Linked DNA regions of Mus musculus: regions 1, 3, 4, 5, 6 and 7 are each linked to region 2. Evidence: chromatin contacts called from public HiChIP or PLAC-seq and promoter capture Hi-C data. All regions are on one chromosome and are shown on one strand. Each heading gives the region's core, a stretch centred on a gene start, on an enhancer-like site or on the middle of the called end of the contact. The rest is flanking DNA. Distances are from core to core; before and after follow the strand shown.

Evidence for each region. Promoter capture Hi-C pulls out the DNA fragments that hold promoters and counts their contacts. HiChIP or PLAC-seq counts read pairs in DNA pulled down with a chosen protein or histone mark.
Region 1: a promoter capture Hi-C map of the SN4741 cell line shows a contact between it and region 2, with 5 times the contacts expected there. The contact joins the enhancer-like site here to the promoter of Eif4b in region 2. A contact is called at or near these places in 14 of 39 promoter capture datasets (the 3T3-L1 cell line, 3T3-L1-derived adipocytes, the C10 cell line and 10 more), 4 of 15 datasets of contacts at CTCF or cohesin (CD8 T cells, the NIH/3T3 cell line and large pre-B cells), 25 of 484 Hi-C or Micro-C datasets (3T3-L1-derived adipocytes, CD8 T cells, LSK cells and 17 more), 31 of 115 datasets of contacts at active chromatin or transcription factors (the 230-238 cell line, the NIH/3T3 cell line, Th17 cells and 21 more) and 3 of 9 other capture datasets (adipose tissue, embryonic stem cells and liver).
Region 3: a contact with region 2 is called in a promoter capture Hi-C map of liver, with 6 times the contacts expected there. The contact joins the promoter of Ankrd33 here to the promoter of Eif4b in region 2. A contact is called at or near these places in 6 of 39 promoter capture datasets (the 3T3-L1 cell line, 3T3-L1-derived adipocytes, embryonic stem cells and 3 more) and 1 of 115 datasets of contacts at active chromatin or transcription factors (astrocytes).
Region 4: a promoter capture Hi-C map of pre-B cells shows a contact between it and region 2, with 6 times the contacts expected there. The contact joins the promoter of Calcoco1 here to the promoter of Eif4b in region 2. A contact is called at or near these places in 5 of 39 promoter capture datasets (the C10 cell line, hematopoietic stem and progenitor cells, liver and 2 more), 2 of 484 Hi-C or Micro-C datasets (CD8 T cells and pre-B cells), 2 of 115 datasets of contacts at active chromatin or transcription factors (pancreatic cancer cells and regulatory T cells) and 1 of 9 other capture datasets (liver).
Region 5: a contact with region 2 is called in an H3K27ac HiChIP or PLAC-seq map of embryonic stem cells, with 5 times the contacts expected there. The contact joins the promoter of Krt7 here to the promoter of Eif4b in region 2. A contact is called at or near these places in 15 of 39 promoter capture datasets (the 3T3-L1 cell line, 3T3-L1-derived adipocytes, the C10 cell line and 9 more) and 10 of 115 datasets of contacts at active chromatin or transcription factors (acute myeloid leukemia, bone marrow-derived macrophages, embryonic midbrain and 5 more).
Region 6: an H3K4me3 HiChIP or PLAC-seq map of bone marrow-derived macrophages shows a contact between it and region 2, with 4 times the contacts expected there. The contact joins the enhancer-like site here to the promoter of Eif4b in region 2. A contact is called at or near these places in 1 of 39 promoter capture datasets (embryonic stem cells), 5 of 115 datasets of contacts at active chromatin or transcription factors (acute myeloid leukemia, astrocytes, bone marrow-derived macrophages and 2 more) and 4 of 9 other capture datasets (adipose tissue, embryonic stem cells, liver and 1 more).
Region 7: an H3K4me3 HiChIP or PLAC-seq map of forebrain shows a contact between it and region 2, with 7 times the contacts expected there. The contact joins the enhancer-like site here to the promoter of Eif4b in region 2. A contact is called at or near these places in 14 of 39 promoter capture datasets (the 3T3-L1 cell line, 3T3-L1-derived adipocytes, the C10 cell line and 9 more), 3 of 15 datasets of contacts at CTCF or cohesin (the NIH/3T3 cell line, embryonic stem cells and large pre-B cells), 25 of 484 Hi-C or Micro-C datasets (the 3T3-L1 cell line, the C10 cell line, the C2C12 cell line and 16 more), 14 of 115 datasets of contacts at active chromatin or transcription factors (bone marrow-derived dendritic cells, bone marrow-derived macrophages, cardiomyocytes and 10 more) and 1 of 9 other capture datasets (adipose tissue).

What each region holds. Positions count from the first base shown.
Region 1 is chr15:101,245,216-101,247,975 of GRCm38.p6, reverse strand. No RefSeq gene overlaps it. Among named protein-coding and RNA genes, the nearest start is that of Nr4a1, 20 kb to the left of the region's middle. Within about 2 kb of position 1,460, at least 406 of the 459 cell types and tissues checked have an H3K27ac peak or open chromatin away from gene starts, as enhancers often do. A contact at or near this core is called in the 230-238 cell line, CD8 T cells, the HPC-7 cell line and 36 more, where this site is marked.
Region 2 is chr15:102,072,454-102,075,454 of GRCm38.p6, reverse strand. Eif4b (eukaryotic translation initiation factor 4B) reads right to left here and starts at 1,682. Exons shown (of 15, transcript NM_145625.3): 1 at 1,492-1,682. The coding sequence starts at 1,504.
Region 3 is chr15:101,114,472-101,117,305 of GRCm38.p6, reverse strand. It overlaps Ankrd33 (ankyrin repeat domain 33), which reads right to left and starts at 1,562. Exons shown (of 5, transcript NM_001374225.1): 1 at 1,404-1,562; 2 at 958-1,191; 3 at 600-729; 4 at 281-421. The coding sequence starts at 1,122.
Region 4 is chr15:102,720,743-102,723,442 of GRCm38.p6, reverse strand. Calcoco1 (calcium binding and coiled coil domain 1) reads left to right here and starts at 1,265. Exons shown (of 15, transcript NM_026192.3): 1 at 1,265-1,396.
Region 5 is chr15:101,411,114-101,413,813 of GRCm38.p6, reverse strand. Krt7 (keratin 7) reads right to left here and starts at 1,411. Exons shown (of 9, transcript NM_033073.3): 1 at 1,035-1,411. The coding sequence starts at 1,340. Gm671 (a long non-coding RNA gene) reads left to right here and starts at 1,622. Exons shown (of 4, transcript XR_384459.2): 1 at 1,622-1,711.
Region 6 is chr15:101,153,936-101,156,814 of GRCm38.p6, reverse strand. No RefSeq gene overlaps it. Among named protein-coding and RNA genes, the nearest start is that of Acvr1b, 19 kb to the left of the region's middle. Within about 2 kb of position 1,379, at least 43 of the 459 cell types and tissues checked have an H3K27ac peak or open chromatin away from gene starts, as enhancers often do. A contact at or near this core is called in acute myeloid leukemia and bone marrow-derived macrophages, where this site is marked.
Region 7 is chr15:101,354,135-101,356,834 of GRCm38.p6, reverse strand. The region is part of intron 4 of Krt80 (keratin 80); the gene reads left to right. Among named protein-coding and RNA genes, the nearest start is that of Gm35853, 3.1 kb to the left of the region's middle. Within about 2 kb of position 1,309, at least 12 of the 459 cell types and tissues checked have an H3K27ac peak or open chromatin away from gene starts, as enhancers often do. A contact at or near this core is called in cortical neurons and forebrain, where this site is marked.

The DNA of each region.
Region 1 (2,760 bases), core at 211-2,710, 830 kb after region 2:
TAAGGCTGGGCTTCTAGGAGCAGTTAGGGATGCAGTCCTCATTGGTACTAGCCCACACCCTGGAGGGTTCCTAAGACAGGGAGACAAGAGCTGGAGAGATGGCTCAGCGGTTAAGAGCACTGACTGCTCTTCCTGAGGTCCTGAGTTTAATTCCCAGCAACCACATGGTAGCTCACAACTATCTGTAATGGGATCTGATGCCCCCTTCTGGTGTGTCTGAAAAGAGCTACAGTGTACTCATATACAAAAAAATAAATAAATAAATAAATAAGTCTTAAAAAAAAAAAAGACACGGAGACAAAAAGCCCAGCAGCTAGTTTTACTATGAGGGGATATCTACACAGTCAAGACAGATTAAGAGTAAGGAAGGATATATGAGGGAAGAGGGGCCACCCTAGAGAAAAAGAATGTGGGGTATAGTGTGGAAAAAGGCCTAGAAATGGAAAGAACACCCCATGGAGGTTAGGCTGTCCGGAATTTCAAGGGTATGAGACAGGGACAAGATGGAAGTCCCAAGGGTGAAAAACAGTAAGCCACCTTGAGCCACAAGGCCCAAGGCCATCTAGCATACTTGGTGACCTGGATTCAGCTGCTTATAGTTGAGGAGCCAGTATGTTACCTCACATCCTCCCTGCCTGGGTTAGAGGATGTGGAGGGGTTAACTAACCCACTGGGCCCAGAGGGACTCCCCTGCCTGGGACTGCAAAGGGGATTCCCTTCATAGGTCCCTTCCTCAGCCTCAGGATCAATAACTACTTGGCTGGGGTCCCCCCGCCATTCCCCACATTTAAGCATACACTCAAAGGCAAAAAATAAAAAAAAATAAATGGGGTCACCCAAGACTATTGCAAGGACTGCAGAGTTCTAGAAGGCCACTGGATTGGAGGTGGAGAGGCCATCTTCCCTTCCTGTGCTTCATTGAGTGTTTCCACATCTGTTGTCCTTTTGTTCTTGCTACTGAGGATCATCTGGGTCAACATGAGAAAGTGGCCCAGGTCACCAGGCCGGAAATGGGCGAGGTTTAAAGAAAGATTACCCACAAATCAAAACCAGGGCTCTTGATTAAAAACACAACAAAACCCTCTGTAACTTTAGAGTTACAAAATCACTCTCACCGCCCCGCCCCCCCCCCTCCCCACACACACACAGACACCCGCAGACAACAGCAAAGGCTGTAGAGCTGCGTGGCTGACAAAGTGCGAAGTCCGTAATTGCACTCCCAGAGGAGCCGGAGCTCAGCCATCCTCCGGTGTCAGATTCCAAATTTCTGTCACCTCGCCCGAGACCGGATTTGGCCCGAGCTTCCCTTCCCTGGTCCCGCCACCGGAACACCAAGCCGGAAGGAACGCGGCGGGCGGCGGGGCAGCACCGAGCCTCGGGCGAGCCATGCCCCTACTGCCCGCGCCAGGCCCTGCACGCCGGGTGCGGTCGGGGAAGCCGCTACGTCACCGCGCAGTCCGCAGGGAGCTCGGCGGGCTAGCCAGGATTCCATTACATCACCCAAGCCGCGCTGTAAACACCGCTGCAGCCATTGGCTGCGGCGCCGCCCTCGCAGCCAATAGCGTGAGAGCATGCAAATCGTCGTTGAGCCAACGCTTCCTTTGGCGCTGGTGCATGCAAATAGACGTCATTGCCCGGGTGGGGGTGGCCTGGCCCAGGCAGGAGGTGGGTGGGGGTGTGTGGAAACTCGTAGCGCGGCTGGCTTGGAGACTTGGCATCCAAATCTGTTCCAGACAGTCCCGAGGGGCACGGAGTGCGATTAAAGGTGAATGTCCTCAATTCTTAGGCCCTTTTCCGTTAGACCCACACAAGCAATGGTGCAAAAATGAAGTTAATTGCTGGGCGTGGTAGCCCAGGCCTGTAATCTCAGCATTTGGGAGTTGGCCAGCCTGAGCTACAAGAAGCCCTGCCCCGAATAAAAGCAAAACAGAAGGGCTGCAGAAATGGTTCGGCTGTCCAGAGCTCCAGCTGCTCTAAGAGGACCCAGATTTGGGTCCTCACGACCGTCATTAACTCCAGTCTAGGGGTTCCAACGCCCTCTTCTAACCTCAGTGGGTACCCGGCATGCACGGGGTGCACATACATACACAGAGGCAAAAATTTACAGACATAAAATAAGTAGATGTTTAAGGTTTGGATTTGTTTGTTTGGGGTTTGTTTGTTTGTTTGTTTTTTAAAGTATAACAAAAAATAAGACCACTTGGAGGTAGGAGGGGAGAAAGAAAAAAAAAAAAAAAGATAGAGAGGTTGCTGAACCATGCTTCCCAGATGGCTCAGGTCAAACCCCAGGAGAAGGTGCCAGGGAGAACCAAGCTACCCAGGAGGTAGTCAGAGCTCAGGGAGCTTTTGGTGTCTTGACCAGGCTTCTCCAGAAATAAATGTCATTTTCAGGGGTGGGTTCTAATGTTTCAGGAAAACAAGACAAAACTACATCTGCACTGGACTTATCTAGGTTTTGTTCTTGTCACTATTGCCTAAATAATTCAGCGTTATAATAACACACATAACATTCACCACACTAAACACTATCCCTAGTGCAGAGCTTTACAGTGTAGAGCAGAGCCAGGTATGGTGTCTTGTATTTATAATCCCAGCACTCAAGAGGCTAGGATTAAGAGAATCTTGAATTTGAGGCCAGCCTGAGCTATAAAGTAAGACTTTTTCTTTTTTTTTTTAATTTTTTTGAGGCAGGGTTTCTCTGTGTAGCCCTGGCTGTCCTGGAACTCACTTTGTAGACCAGGCTGGCCTCGAACTCAGAAA
Region 2 (3,001 bases), core at 433-2,932:
TGGAGTGCTTGCCTGGCACGGCCAAAAACTCTGTTCAATGTCCAGCAATGCAGGGGAGGAAAGGAAGTTCTCATGGCCGAAGGCAGTAGATTCAGTGAGAAAGTTTTCCAAAGACAGAACCCGATTTCCTTGTAATATTAGAAAAGATGGACTTCTGGTTAAGACACTGAATGTTGCCAGGCGTGTTGCTAAACACCTTTAATCCCAACAACCCCAAGGCAAGCCTGGTCAGATAGTCAAGAGCTAAATGAGAGACCTTGTCGCACAGTTTAGGCACAGCAATCCAAAAGGTATTTTTAACAGATTATGCTATAAAAAATAAACTAAAACGAAAACTAATGCTGGGTGTCTAAAAGCCCTCTGGTATTCACAGGTCCACTGCAAATGCCAAAAAAACCCAAAAAGCAAAAAACTTGGAAAACAAAACAAAACAAAAAAACAAAACCCGAAACGACCTCCACAAACCTCACTTGCAATGCAGGGAATATACATTCCACCAAACAAACAAACGCACGCAGAACCTCTAGCCACTATTTTAATAGCACCTTCTGGAAGTTTCCCAGTTATCTGGGAAAATGACAAAAGCTGAATCCTGACACTAAAACTACCCAAAAAATGGAAGTTCTATATAATGCAACGCCCCGATTTCCTTCCCCACCTCTGCCTGGCATATAGTGTGCACTCAATAAAAACTGTTGGTTGAATCAAGAGGTGGAAAGAAAAAGGCACAGGAGAAATCTAGGTGTCTATCCCTACAGCACCTAACACGTGGGAGCACCCTGGGTTCCCTACCCCCAACTATAGTGGGGCCAAACCTAATATGCGTTCGCTTGGGAGTACAGCGGCCGTGCCACGCTCCCAAACCGACTAAAGCTTAAAGTACAAGGTCATAAACGAGCAAAAGCCAGGTCCATCCAGGCTTCCCATCTGGAGTCCAGCAGCGCGTGTTTCTGAGGCGCGCCTTCTCCACCACCTCGCCTCGTCGCCCGTGCCGCGCACGCGCACCGCTGCTTTCATCGGCCCCTCCACAGCCTCGCGCTCGCGTTCTAACTGCACCCCCCCGCCCCCACGAGGGTCCGCAACGGCCTCGCGCCTTGGAGACCCGGCCCAATGTGTTCCGGTCCGCGCGCCAACCGCCTCCTTCCTCCACCCGCGCCTTGGCGCGGGCGCGGTGCTTCACGCCTTTGAGAGCCTCGCGCCTCCCGCACGTCTCTCTGTGCTGCCTCCTCCAATTGAAGGCAGGGTCCACCATTTCTGCCTACTCCAACCTCGCGCAACGGGGTGAAAAGGGTGTGAGGGGGAGGGGAAGGCCTTCCCCTCCCCCTAGACATCCCGAGGCGGTAACCTCAAGCGGCCATGCCGCTAGCCTGCCGCTGCCCCCAGGTCCGAAAGGAGCCGGTGCCTCCTGCCCCCGACCTCCAGCAAGGAGCGGACCAAGCCCGGAGGCTGTTTCCGAGCCTGGTCTTTGGCCACGCTCGGCCGCTCACTCACCTGAGGCCGCCATGTTGGGAGAGGGAGAGAGAACGCAAAGGACCCGGATGAGGCAGTCACGTGATTATAGCGGGCGCGACGGGCTTGGAGACGTGAAACCAGGAGGGGGCGGGGAGCCGAGGACGGAGGCAGAAGGCGGGGCGCCGCCGCCGCGCTGGGTTCGTAAAGCAGCGCGAGGGGGTGGCGCGGCGTCCGACGGGAAGACCTGCGCGACATGTGGCCGAAGGGGTGGAGTCTGAGCTGTCGCGAAACCCTTCGCTTTACGTCGGGCCCGGCGCGGCCGTCCGGTCCGATCTGCGCCCGGGGCGGAGTCTCCTGGCGCACAGACTTGTGGGTGCTGGATCGGCGCGAAGGGCGGGGTCGCACTTGCTGATTCTATGGAACAGAGTGGACTTGGAATCTAGAATGGGTGTGCCACAATTGATTTTTTCCGAAGGGAAGATTCTGAGTTTCTTTTTAAATCACTTTTTGTAAAGACAAAGAAAATATAATGTTCCGTAGAATGGTTTCAATTAAGAAGGTAACATTTGAACCATGGGCTTTTGCCTCATTTAACCCTCCAATGGACTGACAAGGGCCAGCACCGAGTGGCTAGCCACATTTCTTACAGCGAATGCTTCATTTTTTTTAAAAATATATATTTCAAAAAGTGAAACTATTGAACACCAGCCACGTGCCAGGCACTGTTTAACAGACATTTGTGGATATAAAAAGGGATTAAAACTACCTTGAATAAAATACTACAAATGATAAACATTACAGGTAAGTAGGCTAATAGAGTAAAAGGCAGTTGGGTACAACTCCAGATGGCCTGCCCCTCTACAAGAACAGGGAACATTCTTAGCCACTGAGCCACAATTCCAGCTCCTAAAATTTTTTTATGACCCTAAAACATACAAACCATAAAACAAACAAAAAACAAACAAATAAAAACAGGGGTTGGAGAGATGGCTCAGCGGTTAAGAGCACTGACTACTCTTCCAGAATTCCTAGCACCCACATGGCAGCTCACAACTCTAACTCCAGTTCCAAAGGATCTGACACCCTCATATAGACATACATGCAGCAAAACAGCAATGCACATAAAATAAAAATAAATATACTTTAAAAAATGATTTGCAGAAACAGGCATGGTGGCACATACCCTTAATTAATTTATTTACTTATATTTAATTTGGTGTTTTGAAACAGGGTCTCTCTACATAGCACTGGCTGTCCTGGAACTCATTATGTAGACCAGGCAAGACTTTAAATTCAGAGAGCCACCTATCTCTGCCTCCTGAATGCTGGGATTAACAGTATTCATTACCATGCCCAGCTGGCACACATCTCTAATTCCTACAGTTGGAAGGCAGACAAAGGCAAATCTCTATGTATAGAGAGTTTGAGGCTAATTTGGTCTACATATCCAGTTCCAAGTCAGCCAAGGCTACATACACACAGACCCTGTCTCAAAACAAAACTAAACAAAACAAAATAACCCCTAAACCAGCCAACCAAACAAAAACAA
Region 3 (2,834 bases), core at 313-2,812, 960 kb after region 2:
CTGTGGGATGAGGTGGGAGTGTGGTGTCTCACACCTACATGAGCAGCCATACAACACCTGCCATTACACACCTCCCACAGCACACCTCCCACAGCACACCTGCCACAGCACATTTTTCATAGCAACCTGCCATAGTACACATGTCAGAGCATACTTGCTAGAACACACCTGCCAGCGCACACCTGGCAGAGAACACCTGCCACTGCACACCTGCCATAGCACACCTGGCAAAGCACATATGGCATAGTACACCTGCCATTGCACACCTGCCATTGCACACCTGCCATAAGGAGGGCAACTACACACTCGGAGCGATCTTGAATGGCAGCCTTCATCAGAGCTGTGAGTCCCCGCTGGTCCCTGCGTTCCAGGTCCAGGCCAGCAAAGTAGTTGAGCAGGAGAGTCACAAGAGACATGTGACCTGCAGAGACAGGACCACATAGCTAGTCTCTCAAGGTAAGGGAATGCTGAAGCTTGGCCTGGGAGACTCTTGTGCAAGGTTTGGGGCTGCTGTCCTAATGGCTGGGAGTGAGGGTGGGATGGAGTTGGGGGTGAAGGTGGGGTAGGTGTGGGCTGGGGTGGGGCGTTGTGTCTCACACCTGCTTGGGCAGCCAGCATGAGGGCTGTGTTCCCGTCTTTGTCTTGCTGGTTCACATCCAGGAAAGGACAGCAGCTGAGCAGAGCCACAATGGAACCAAAGCCATGGTAGCATGCAACCATGAGGCCTGTCTAGGGGACAGAGCAGCTTGGACCCCCACTTTCCACTAAGTTCTTCTTAGGACCTCCTTTCCCTCCTAAGTCTGTTTTCCCCCAGGGCCTATCCCAACCCCTGTCAAGATGGTTTTCACCCATCTAGAGTGGGGATGACTCTGTGACTCTCTGGGGACCCAGACCAGGATGTTATGTATGAAGCCTGGACTGTCCTCAACTGTTCTGGTGAGCCCTGGGGCATCTCACCCTCCCGTTGCTGTCCACTTGGGAGGCCTCCTCTGGGGACACACCAGCGTCCAGCCTGGCTTGGAGCTCAGCAAGGTCATTGTGGACACATGCCCAGTACAGTGTCTTCAAATTGCATTCAGGGGTTGAGGTCTTGTTGCTGGGGAAGGGCAGGGCCTCAGACATGTCCAGTCCTCTCGGGGCAATAGTGACTCCTCTGCCGCCGGCCCGAGTCCCTCTTTATTCAGCAGGCAGCTATGACAAAACGCCAAGGAGCAGTTCCTCCTGCAACCCTGAGTGAATAAGTCCCTGCAGCTGCACCGTCTCCCCAGGACAAACCTTTACCCTGGAGGGTGTCTCACCTCTGCCTAGACCCAAGACAGGTAGCCAAGCATCTTACTGTATGTAGGTCAGGTTCTCAAGGAAGCTCATGACAGGGGTTATCATTTCCCATCCCCCAACCTTACCTGGGACTCTAGGGTCTCCATCACAGCAGAGGGCCAGCCTGTGGCTCAGTCCACCCCCACACCTCAAAAGCTCACTAGCCCTTCTGTGGGGTAGCTGATACCAAGAAACAAGGCAGGTGACAGATGGCTGTGCCTGCAGAAAGCTGCCATAAACACCTCAGAGCTGAGCCAGGTCAAGCGGGTTAGGAAGGGATTGGGGGGCTGGGGGGTGACTGTACTCTCTGCCATTGCTCAATCCTTGCCCTAAGATCCTGCTAGACTTGGATGGTGGCAGCTTCTCCAGGCTCAGAGCTGAGTGAATTCCTCCGGGCTGATCTTTCTCCCTTCATCGTGGGAAGTCAGCTGCACTTAGATATGGCCTTGCAAGAGAAGCATTATGGAGGTCTTGGCACCCAGCTGTGGAGCCTGAGTGTCTTAGTCAGGGTTTCTATTCCTGCACAAACATCAGGACCAAGAAGCAAGTTGGGGAGGAAAGGGTTTATTCAGCTTACACTTCCATACTGCTGTTCATCACCAAGGAAGCCAGTCAAGCAGGTCAGGAAGCAGGAGCTGATGCAGAGGCCATGGAGGGATGTTACTTACTGGCTTGCTTCCCCTGGCTTGCTCAGCTTGCTTTCTTATAGAACACAAGACTACCAGCTCAGGGATGGCACCACTCACAACAGGCCCTCCACCCTTGATTACTAATTGAGAAAATGCTTTATGGCTGGATCTCATGGAGGCATTTCCTGAAGGGAGGCTCCTTTCTCTGTGATAACTCCAGCTTGTGTCAAGTTGACACACAGAACCAGTCAGTACACAGAGATCCCTTCCACTTCAAAGGAGTAGATTTGGGTGAAGGGGCTATGGATGGGGAAGGTGTAGGCATTAAATAAAGATGAATGGGGAGGTATGCACTACAGTTTACCCAAAGAAATCAAAACATGAAGAGTTTCCAGGAGGCTGGAGAGACTGCCCAGCGGTTAAGAACGCTGGCTTGCTCTTCCAAAGGACCGTGGTTCAGTTCCCAGCACCCACTGAGTAGCTCACAACTGTCTGTAACTCCAGTGCCAGAGGATCTGATGCCCTCTTCTGGTCTGTGCTGGTACTGTGCTTTCATGGTGCACAGACACGGGCACTGGAAAAATGCCTGCAAACATAAATTATTAAATTATTAAAATAAAATAAATTTTAAAAGAAAAATTATGATGTATTAATTTTAATGGATTAGATCTGAGGTGGTAAGTAAAGTATGGCATTTTAAAATGATGTATTAAAGTAACAGTACTTTTGTACTGTCATTTTTAAGATTAATAAGTTGAGTGACTTAGCGCTCAGAGTGTCGCACTCTCCACACTGCGGGGCTCTGCTTTCCAGCATCGTTTTGCTTTTCTTTCACAGTTTGGTTCCTGCACAACTCCTCCGCTCTTTACTCATTGGTGCTAATAATCA
Region 4 (2,700 bases), core at 16-2,515, 650 kb before region 2:
CTTAAAAGGAAAAAAAAAAAAAAAACTACCAAAAAAAAAAAAAAAGTAAAAGAAGAGGCGCCGCCAGAACCTACTGCCACAGATAATTAGAATGGACCCAACCAGGAGAGGACAGCTGTCTTTCCGGCATAACTATTTATTTGTGAGACAGGGTCTCCTGTGTAGCCTGAGTCAGAATCGAAATCTCCAGGATCTCCCTGCCTCTGCCTCTTCAATTGCTAGGGTTATAGGTGTGTAGCATTACATCTCACTTAATCCTTTAATATTGAGAAAGGGGGGGGGGGTTGAACTCTTCCAGGGTTGGAGGCCACCCACAACGATGAGGACGGTTCAAGTCCTTAAGTGACTGCGGTGTGGGAACAGTGTGACTCTTTCGCCTATCAAAACAAAACAAAACAAACAAACAAACAAAAAACAACCCTATAGCAACAATTGTATTGTTGCTCTAATTAATTTAAGCCAGTTAAAAGGCTTGGGCAAACAAGCCTCTCTAAGTAGCTTGTTGTGAGCTGTGGCAGTCCTGCCAAGCTCTCTCTTCAACCGCATGCTTTTCATTCCACAGCCTAGCCACCATTTCAAGCTATGTCCCCTAATCCTAGCCCCAGAAGCCACTCCAGGGGGAGCACGTGCAGGTGTGGTATGTGTGTGTGTGTGTGTGTGTGTGTGTGTGTGTGTGTGTGTGTGTTATCGGACCCCTTGGCATGGAAATCTTCTCAAGCTGGAACCAAACAGTAAGCTTTGAGACTTTTACAAGCTCTGTCAACCCTGAAGTCAGAACAAGCTAAAAATAAATAACCACTACCACCCCTGTGAGTTTCCCCACCCACAACATGGTGGCTGTAGCTCGTAGCTTGGGAGAGGCCTGGCAGAGTTCTACAGTTTCATAGCCCTGACCCTAGAGGATTCCTTAGACAAGTTTTTTCTTTTGTAAGTAGATATAACACTACAGCCTATCTTGTAAAAGCGAACAAGAAGGCTGTGCTGGAAGCGTTCCGCCCCACCGAAAAGAGCTGTGCAGAACGCGTTAAAGCCGTCAACTCTCCCACTAAGCATGCTACGAACCAGCAGCCTCCACTAGATCAGCCTGCCCTTTCTTAAGGAATCATGGGCCGTGAAGTCCTTTGGAAGACACACCCTCCTGAACTGCCTCGGGAGTAAGAACTACATCTCCCGGGATGCCACGCTGAGTCCATCACCGCCCCGCCCTCTTCCCCGCCCCTCGCGCGCAGCCTCCTGGGACATGTAGTTCCACAGGTAGAAAAGTAGACAGTGTCGAGTCATAGAAGAACCACAAGCCCCAGAAGCTCTCGCGTCACTCTTCCCCTCCCCTCCTATAGTCGGAGTGCTGTTTTTGTTGTTGGTGAAAGGTGAGGGGAACAGCTGATCCGTCCGTGGGGTAAGAAACTTGGCCTAACTGAGGGTGGGCTTACGCGGGGGTGGTCAGCCCGCTTCTCAGCCTGCGAAAGGCTAATCCGAGAGAACTGTAGAAGAGGACGGTAGGAGCGTTTAGGTTTTAATACTTTACGCACTAAGGAAGCCTCCCCCACGTTTCGGTTTTGTTGGTTTCAAGGGGGGCCTTGAGGAGTAGCCCGCATTGTCCTCACTTTCTTGCGGGGCCTCCTCAGTAAAGCTCGATCCGATTATGGAAGCTTGAAGGGACTGAAATATTTGCTTAATCTTTTCCAGGCAAGTCTTTGCCCTCACAGACCTTCTCTCTCTTACCCAAATCCAAAGATCCAAAGGCCTTTACTACGCTGAATCCCTGAGGGGAAAACTTCCAACTTGTGGAACGCCAAAACGCTGAGAGCCCTACAGTGGAGAGGGGACACACACACACACGCACACACAGAGAGGGAGAGAGAGAGAGAATGCATTTGAACATCAGCATCTGACCACATACACTTTCAGTTCTGAAGAATATCTGCAGCTGTTACAGATTGTCTTTGTGGGAAAGGAGGGGTTTGGGGTTCTCAACGGGTAGAACTTTAGAGACAGATCTCACTCTAACCTAAGAAGACTTATATTGAAGAAAACACGGAGTAGCTGTAATGAGAGATTTTTCATAGATGAAAAAAAAAAAGCCGACAAAGAAACTGTTTCCTATTGCATTGCTGGCCCACCTTTCCTTCTCCATGGAGTGTTTAATTTCTTTTAAAGTTCCTCCCCCACTGTCTCAGCCTGGTGTGGGTTTGTGATGTTTGGGGGTGTGCATATGACTAGTGGTGATGTCTGATTGGACACATCAGCTGCACCTGACACAGGAAGCAGATGTGTGGGCTAGAGAAAAGGGCTGCCTCCCCGCTCTGGACTGAGGTGTATTTTTTTTTTAAGTTAATATACAGTGAGTTTCATTTCAAACATGTACACCATCCATACTTTGTTCTTATTCATCTCTGAGTACTACTCTGTTTTAACTTTTTTTTTTTTACTTCTGTGTGTGTGTGTCTGTCTGTCTGTGTCTGTGTGAAGATAGGTGTACAGAAGTCTGAGCACAGCTTGGGGATATCAGTTCTCTTCTCCCAACCTTGAGTTGGTGGCAAGCACCTCTACCCACCCAACTATTCTACCCCCTGAACTCTTGATTGTTGTTGTTGCTATTATTATTATTATTATCTATTTTCCAATTAGTTCTCCCTAGCTAACTCCATTTTATCTGCTTATCTCCTGCCATTAACCCAAACATATGTCAAGATTTGGACT
Region 5 (2,700 bases), core at 162-2,661, 660 kb after region 2:
TGATGTGCTTGGCTTAGTGGAGTACACTGTTCCTAGCCAATTCTGCTTCAATGGTATTTTCTACCTCTGCCCCTTAAATAGCCCCTTTCTTCTCTGAAGCTGGGGGTGAGAGGGTATTAGGGGACTGACTGGACTGGCCCCTCCTTCCACGCTGGAATTTTTCTTTCTTCCTCAGTATCTTCTCTCCTTCCTCTTATCTCAGCCTGAAGGTGGGAGGCAAGAAAAGCCCTTGAAACCAGCAGCCTGAGGAATCATGAGCTGGATTAGGATGGCACAGCTCAGCATAGAGCAGGAAGTGGGGCTAGAGCAGTCTGGGAAGTTTCTTTTAAGGATTTCTGGGACAGAACGGTACAGGCAGGAGGACTGGAAGGGAGACGGTGAAGCAAGGGATTGGTCCTAGCCAGAGGGACAGGCAGGACTGCAGGCCTCAGCTTCCTAGATGCCCATGAATGACTGGGATGGACAGCCAGGGAGATACCTTCCAAAGGGCCCCTCTCCCAAGTCCCAGTCTCCCACAGAGCCATCTGCAAAGGCAGAGGTAACCTTACCTCCTACCAACAAAAAAGGTAGAGGAACGGGCAGGTAAGTAGGGCAGAAGCCTCCCTCCGCCAGGCCTTTATTCTCAGCATCTACCTCAGATACAAAGTTCTCCCATGGAGAAAGGAGGAGTCATCCCACCCCATTCCTGACTCCTCACAACCTCCTCCCAGGGAAAGGGACCCAGACACCAAAGAACTAACTGCTGGCCTTGGCCTCCAGAGCTCCTAGCCTCACACCTGTTACAAAGTGGCTCCAAATCCCCCGAGACCAGTCAACTATGGAAGCTGGAGAGAACTTGGGGGCAATCCTTGAGTCCTTGAGGAAAGGGAGGGGCCCAAGGCCATTTGTTGGCAGAGCGGAGTTTGGAGACTAAAGGAGGGTGTAAGGAGAAGTACTATACAGAGCCCACCGAAGACACAAGAGGAAAGAGACCTACACCAGCCTCCCAGGGCAAGGCGTGGCCGGAAAGAACCGTGCGACTGAGGCTGTCTCACCTTGTCGATGAAGGAGGCGAATTTGTTGTTGAGGGTCTTGATCTGCTCGCGCTCCTCCTGGCGCACCTGCTGGATGGTGGGATCGATGTCCACACTCAGCGGCGCCAGCAAGCTCTGATTGATGGTGATCTCGCGGATGCCAGCGCCCACCGGGCCCCCATAAGCGGAGCGCACGGCCACACGAGGCCTTGATGAGCCCAGGCCATAGAGGCTCCTGCTGCCGAAGCTGGCGCGGCCCGAGCTCAGGCGCACCTGAGCCCCGCGGCCCGGGTAAGCAGTGGAGCGAGAGCTGAAGTGGATGGACATAGCGGCTGGACACAGCTGGCTGGACGAGGCGAGGAGCAGCGCGAACTCCCTGACCTCAGGCAGTCTGCGACCTTTTATTCCTCCATGCGGGGCGGAGGCTGAGCGCACACAGGTGGGGACAGGGCGGGGCTGGCCGCTGGCCACCTTTCTCTGCAGCCAGGGCCTTCCTGTCCGCCTGCCTTCTGCCCTCGCACCGCCCCCAGCCGCCGCCCAAGGCTCTTCGTCCACTCGGGAAGTGTCTGCAGGAGGCCGAGACGCCGTCGTGAGACACCCACACCTCAGGCAAGTTGTCCAAGATACCCACAGCCCAGAAATCTCTGGACCGCAAAGAGACCACCTTACAATTGGCAGGAGAAGGCTTCCTAGAGCAGGTATGAGGAGTGAATACCTAGATTCCTGAGGCCAGTAGGAAAGCCAAGTGCTACAAAAGGAAGTGCCTGACAAACTTTAGCTCCTGCTGAAAGTTGAAACCCCTCACCCACTGGCTGGGGAAGCCCTAGGCTTCCTAGGACTCTCCTTCCTGGCCCAGCTGCTACTGGAGAGCTCAGCTCAGTTCTTGAGTAACCTGGCCCTGTGACGATCCTTACTGGGAAGAGCTGTTTCAGTAACTGCGCCCTCCCCACCATCCAAGTTCAGAGGGCTTGCCTCACCCCCTCCTCAAACTACTGTATGGGTTCCTGGGATGGCTGTGCGTACCCTTCTGTGCCCTCATACCCCTAACACACTAGTGTGAGTGTATATGAGTGCAGTCTGTGCATGGGGGGTCTGGATTCACAACTGAACACATTTGTATGCACATGTGTGTGTCCTGTCTCCCGTTCACATCCAGACGTTCCTCCCTGCTCTGCCTCATTTTTCCTGCTTACAAACCCACTAGGCTATGCCTGACAAGGGAATCAACTAAAACTGGCCTCTGTGGTAACCCGTGGTGGTGTGCTCAGTGCTCCTCGGAGTGCTCCTGGACTTCCAGTTTTCCCAGACTCACTTGGACAGCCTTTAGCCCACCTCTGGCTCCATGCAGTGAGACTGGTCCTTTAGGGGCGTCCTAGGTGGGGAGGATGGGAATGTCATATTCTTCCTGCTTTGCCTTTTCAGGTAGACAACCCTAAGCTCTCAAGGAGACTCCCTACCCCTCAAGGTGCTTCCTCAGTCCTTTGTCCCCCTCTGCACCCCACTTTCCATCCTGCTACAGCCCCTGCCACCCATCCCCCACTTTGGAGGTTGTTTCTCACCCACACCAAGAGCTCCTTCTCTTTCTCAAGCTGAGCCCCAGCAGGGCACAGCTAGTGCGCTGACCTGGACGGGTCCTGGCCCCCTCAGCCACAGCTCCTTCAGGATGAGGGTCTAACAAGAGCTGGGA
Region 6 (2,879 bases), core at 130-2,629, 920 kb after region 2:
AGAGTCCATGACCCACATGGTAGGGAGCGCGGCAACAAGCAAGAACTGGCATTGGAGCAGTAGCTGAGACCTTACCTATTGACCCACGGGCATGAGGCAGAGAGAGCTAACTGGGAATGGCAGCCCACACCTCTAACAAGGCTGCACCTCCTTGTCCTTCCCAAATAGTTCCACCACCTGAAGAGCACATGAGCCCACAGGCTCCATCCTCATTCAAACCACCAGGACCCACAAGTGGACAGTGGACAGAGAGTGAGAGACTTGGGAGTCAGTCTTAAATGGCATGTCTCCATCAAACCCCTCCCCTCTAGGCTCAGGGATCTGCCTGGAAAAAGAGGTGGAAAGATTATAAGAGCCAGAGGTGTTGGAGGACTCGAAAGAAACAATGTATCCCAGACACAACAGGACTGACATCCACATGAACTCAGAGACCCCGGCAGCTTCCACAAGATCAGCACACACTCAAGCCTGATGGGGTCTCAGAACCGAGAGGGGAAAGTTGACATGGGGTCCCACCCCGACCACGACGCTATTTGTAATTGATACTCTCTGCCAAAGAGGAAATCAGTTTTCTCCAATGGAGTCTCACTGGGCGTTATCAACCACTCTAGGGCAGACTCCATGCCCAGCAGTAGCTGGCTAATTCAAACTAAAACTAAATTCCACTTTTTTTGTGTGGACTTTTTGTTTCATTTTGCTTTGTTTTGGTGGATATATATATATATATATATATATATATATATATATATATATGCGCAATATGTATGTCTCATTGGTTCTTTTAATTTTAATTTTTGTGGGTTTGTTCTTGGACTTTATTTTCAAGAAAGAGAATAAAATTGGGTGGGTAGGAGATGGGAAGGGTCTGGGAGGTATTGTGGGGTGGGGAGACATGATCAAAATATATTGTATGGGAAAAATGTAAAAAGAAGGGGTAAAGGAATTTGAAAGACTGGGAGGCAGAGAAAGATGAAAGAAGAGGATGGGAGGGTGTAACACATGCATAAAGGGAGGGAGAGAAGAAAGGGAGGGAGAGAAGAAAGGGAGGGAGAGAAGAAAGGGAGGGAGGGAGAGAAGGGAGGGAGGGGGAAGAGAAAGGGGGAAGGGAGAGAAGAAAGGGAGGGAGGGAGAGAAGAAGGAGGGGGAGAGAATCGGCTCACTGCACAGCCCCACTTATTAGTGGCTACTATATATGTAAACACCTCATTTATGGCTTTATTTCTTTAAACTTTTTAATTTTTATTTTCTCGTGACCTGGTCCGAGGAGTCCCCATACTCACTATGTAGACCACGCTGCCTTCAAATCTACAGCAGTGGTCTCCCGCCAGCTTCTCACACACTGTGGTTATAGCCATGAGCCACCGTGCCTGGCTCATTTCCTCATTTTTACAATGAATTTTGTTTGCTTGCTTGCTTTTGAGGCAAGGTCTCCTGTAGCCCAGGCTTGACTCAAATTCACTATGTAGCTGAGTTTGACCTTGTACTCCAGATCTTGCCTCTACTTCCAAAGTACTGGGGTTGAGGGCATGCCCCACCCACCAGGCCTGGCTTTATGTAACCACGGGGCTTGAGCCCATGGCTCTGTGTGTGCTTTGTACTCTACTGATGAGCCACAGCCCTAGCCTCAACCATGCTTGTTTCACAAGATATATAAGTCACTTAAGACTTCACTGAAATCCAGGGAACCCCCTTCCTCCTCCCTGGCTAGAAATGCAGGAGTTTCTCACAATTCAGTTGGCTTCAGTTGGGCACTAGAACAAGGGTGTTAGATACTGAAGAGCCCTCCCTTTGGCAGCCTCTTCCTCTCTGGGCGTTGCTTCCTCTGCTCCAGTCTGTTACTCAAATCTGCCCTCTCTGCTACCTAGCACTGAGTCTTCCTGGACTCCAGGGCTTAGTTTAGGAGATTAGGGGTGGACTGTGGGGTGCTTGTGAGGGTGGGCTGTTGAGTGTCTGTGGGGGTGCCTGTAGGGATGGACTATGGTATGCATGTGGGGTACATGTGGGGGTGGACTGTGGGGTGCCTGTGGGGGTGAGCTGTGGGGTGCATGTGAGGGTGGGCTGTGGGGTGCCTGTGGGGGTGGGTTATGCCATGCTGTGCTGCCTATGTACTTTCTGGGGCTCACTGCCATCTGTACATGCATGAGGAAGAAGGAATAGAATTCAGATAGGTAGGGGTAGGTCAGATGGCTAAAAAACCAATACACATTAGGAGTTCTAGGTCTTGCTACGCCCTTCCCTATGGATGAGTCCTGGGAAGTTAATCGACAGACATGAGGTTATGTAGCTGAGAGAGCTGGAATTGACATTCATGCCTGCCACCCTTCAAGGTCCACTCCATCTCACCTCCCACGTGCTTATTACTGATGAGTGCCAGGTAGCCAGGCTAAGCATGTCCCAGACAAAGGGGACAGTATGTAAAAGCCCTGAGGCAAAAGGAACTAAGGGCTGGAGAAGACATTCAATGTGGCTGGATGGTGGGGGGGAGGGGGACTGTGGCCCCAGGCTGCAGGTCAGAGGCCTGTTAGCTACATTTGCAGGTCTGAGCAGGACAATGAAATAAGGGGAGCTTTTCCAACTGGATGGGCCAGAACCAGGGGGGTGAATAGGAACAGGGCCCAGTGGCCTAGCCAAGCATGCTGGGAACTGAGGAGCAGTTGACAGAGGTCTTGGGAGCCAGGGAGATGAGGTTCTCCTGACTGGAATGGGGACCTGGTGGGAGGGAACAGATAATTATGAATGAACGTTGTGTTTGTTGAGCTAAAGCAGGTCACTCCAGGTAGGGAGGAAAACAGGATGGAGGAGATCCATGTCAGACATGATTGTGCTAAAGAACCATCCAGAAGGTTGGAGACCTCAAACTCAGAAGGCCCAAGGGTGCT
Region 7 (2,700 bases), core at 60-2,559, 720 kb after region 2:
CTGAAGCCTCTGAGAAGCAGGTGGCCACAGAGGCCAGCTGTAAACAGTTGCTTCTACTTTTGTGAGCACCAAGGTGGCCAGTGAGCTGGGCACCAGGATGTGGGTTTTATAATCCACTCTGTGTGCATAATGGCCTTTGCCAAAGAGATGCCAGTGAGCCCCTAAGCCCAGGCTGCTTGTCAGAAATAAAATCCAAGACATGCAAGTGTTTTCTAGAACCCATGTTTTAGAACAGGAAGTTGGGCTAGGCTATAACTTTTTAGTAGGGTGCTTCCCTGGCCCTAGGAAACCCCAGGACTCAACCATCTCTAGTGCTGCCATCCCCAAAAAGGGAGACAGAATTATTTTAATGCCATATTCCCCTTAATGTGTTATTATATTATCCAAATATCCAATATATCCAAAGTATGAGTATTTTGACTCATAATCAATATAAGTACTAGTGGACTATTTTACTTTTCTTTCTCCTATTAAATGTTCAGAGTCAGACATAATCTGAACTCTGAGGAGAGAGAGGCAGGAGGATTGAAAGTTCAAGGCCCCAGCCTCTATACAATGAGTTCTGAGCCAGAGGGTTGCAAAGTGTAAAATGTAAAGTGAAGCACACTTTACACTTACAGTAGCTCACTTCAGTCAGATGAGCCACGTCCCACATGCTCCACAGCCACTGACAATGACTGGCTCCCTTCCTGGACAGAGCAGGCCTGAGCAAACAGAGGTATAGGCTACAGCTCCCTCTCATGACAGGAAAACACAGTGGACTATGAGTAGCTCTCGGAGCCCTGGACACTTGAGTTTCAACTTTGGGTCTGATCAGAAAAGCCTTGTGTTATAGACCTATATCCTATCGAATTCCAAAAAAGTGGGGAGCCTTCCTCTCTCCCCAGCACCAGGGAGCACATTGCTACAAGGCCATTTCCAGACAGCTGGGTAGAACCCACTGGTCAGCTCTGCAGTGTGCATGGAATCTGCATGTGTCTAGTCTCAGTACTGCCTGCCATTCCCAGATGCCCTGGGTCCTGGGAGATTTGGGCAGAATCAGCTGAGAGCCCCCTGCAGCCAGTCTCCTAGGAGGCTGCAGAGGTGCCAGCACCATCTAAATGGTTTTGGCAGGGAGACAGGTTCAGAACAGGCTGCTCTGCCCTGCAGTCTAGATCCCAGCCTTATTACCCATGCCAATCACAGCAACTGTGGCATTAGATACTATGTATTGATCACTTAGTATTGTCTGGGTACCGTGCCGAGTGTTCTCCAGACCAACTCACAGTTAATGCTCCTGAGCACTCTGTGGATTTGGATGACGACGGAGTGAGTACATTTTTAGAGTAGCCAGATTTAAAACCTGGCTCAGTAACTATGAGAGCTGGCTAGAGCAGGTTGCTTTAATATCTCTCTCTCTCCCTCTCTCTCTCTCTCTCTCTCTCTCCATGCTTCTATCTCACCATCTGTAAAATAGGAAGCACAATACAGGCACTGTGCTGTTGGGAGTGTGTGTGCATGTGTGCATGCGTACACATTTGTGCTTGTGTGAGTACCTGCATGTGTATACACATGTGTGCCTGTGTACATGTGTGTGTGCATGCATATATGCATATGTGAGTATGTGCATGCATGCATGTATGAGTTTGTGTGCATGCGCGGGTATGTGCCTGTGTGTGTATGTGAGTTTGTGCATGTGTGAGTATATGCATGCGTGTATGTGTTTCTGTGTGCATGTGTGTGTGTGCATCTGTAGGTATGTGCTTGTGGCGGTCAGATGAGAACTTCTGGTGTCAGTTCTCCCCCTTCACCCTGACTGAGCCTGGTGTTTTTGTTATTCAAAGCATAGCATGATGGTCTAGGTGGCCCTCAGTCTTCCAGGGACACTCTTGTCTCTGCCTCCCATCTCAAAAGTTTTAGGAGCAGGAGGATTACAGACACACACTAAGTGCCCAGCTTTACATGGGTTCTGGGCACTCAAACTCAGGTCTTAGCCTTGCCCAGCACTTAGTCACCTCCCAGCCCAGACATTATTTCTTAACAGATCCTAAAGCACTTAGAATAATGTCTTCCATGGAGTAAATATTTAAAAAGCATTAACTGCTTTTAGTTCTGTCTGGCACCCATTTTACAGGTGGGAAATGGAGGCTTGGGGGCATTTAAAAAAAAACTTGATCAGAGTCACCTAATGACTCCAAGGGGGTCGCATTTAGAATACAGTGCCTCTGAGAGCTGTTTTACCAAGCAACACTTGGTTTCCCCGGGAAAGCCACTGTCTCCTCGGTGCCCCTAAGGGGGTAACACTGTGAGACAGACATATACACAGCAACCTCCTCCAACTCCAGCTCCCTAGAGAAACTCTAAACTATACTGTGGCGCAATTCTTGCCAACTTGGGGTGTTAGGGGCCCACCCCAAGGTGGCACCTCACCACACAAGCAAGCATTGTTATACCCTCCTTCCCGGAGGGACAGCGTGTCTGGACAGGCACACAGCTGTTCCAAACATCACTTCCTGCTTCTGTTTATCTCACTCTGCCTCGCCTGCTTCTTTCCAGAAAGGTCTGAGGTGGTGCCATCAGTGTCAGCCATCCCTCAGCCCCAACAGGGAAGACCTGTCCTTTGTAGCATCTCCTGGCCAGGCCCTGGACTTTCGTGGGCCAGATGCCAAGTCAGGCCTGAGATGAAGGGTGTGAGGCTATATCCATGATCCTCACTCACTG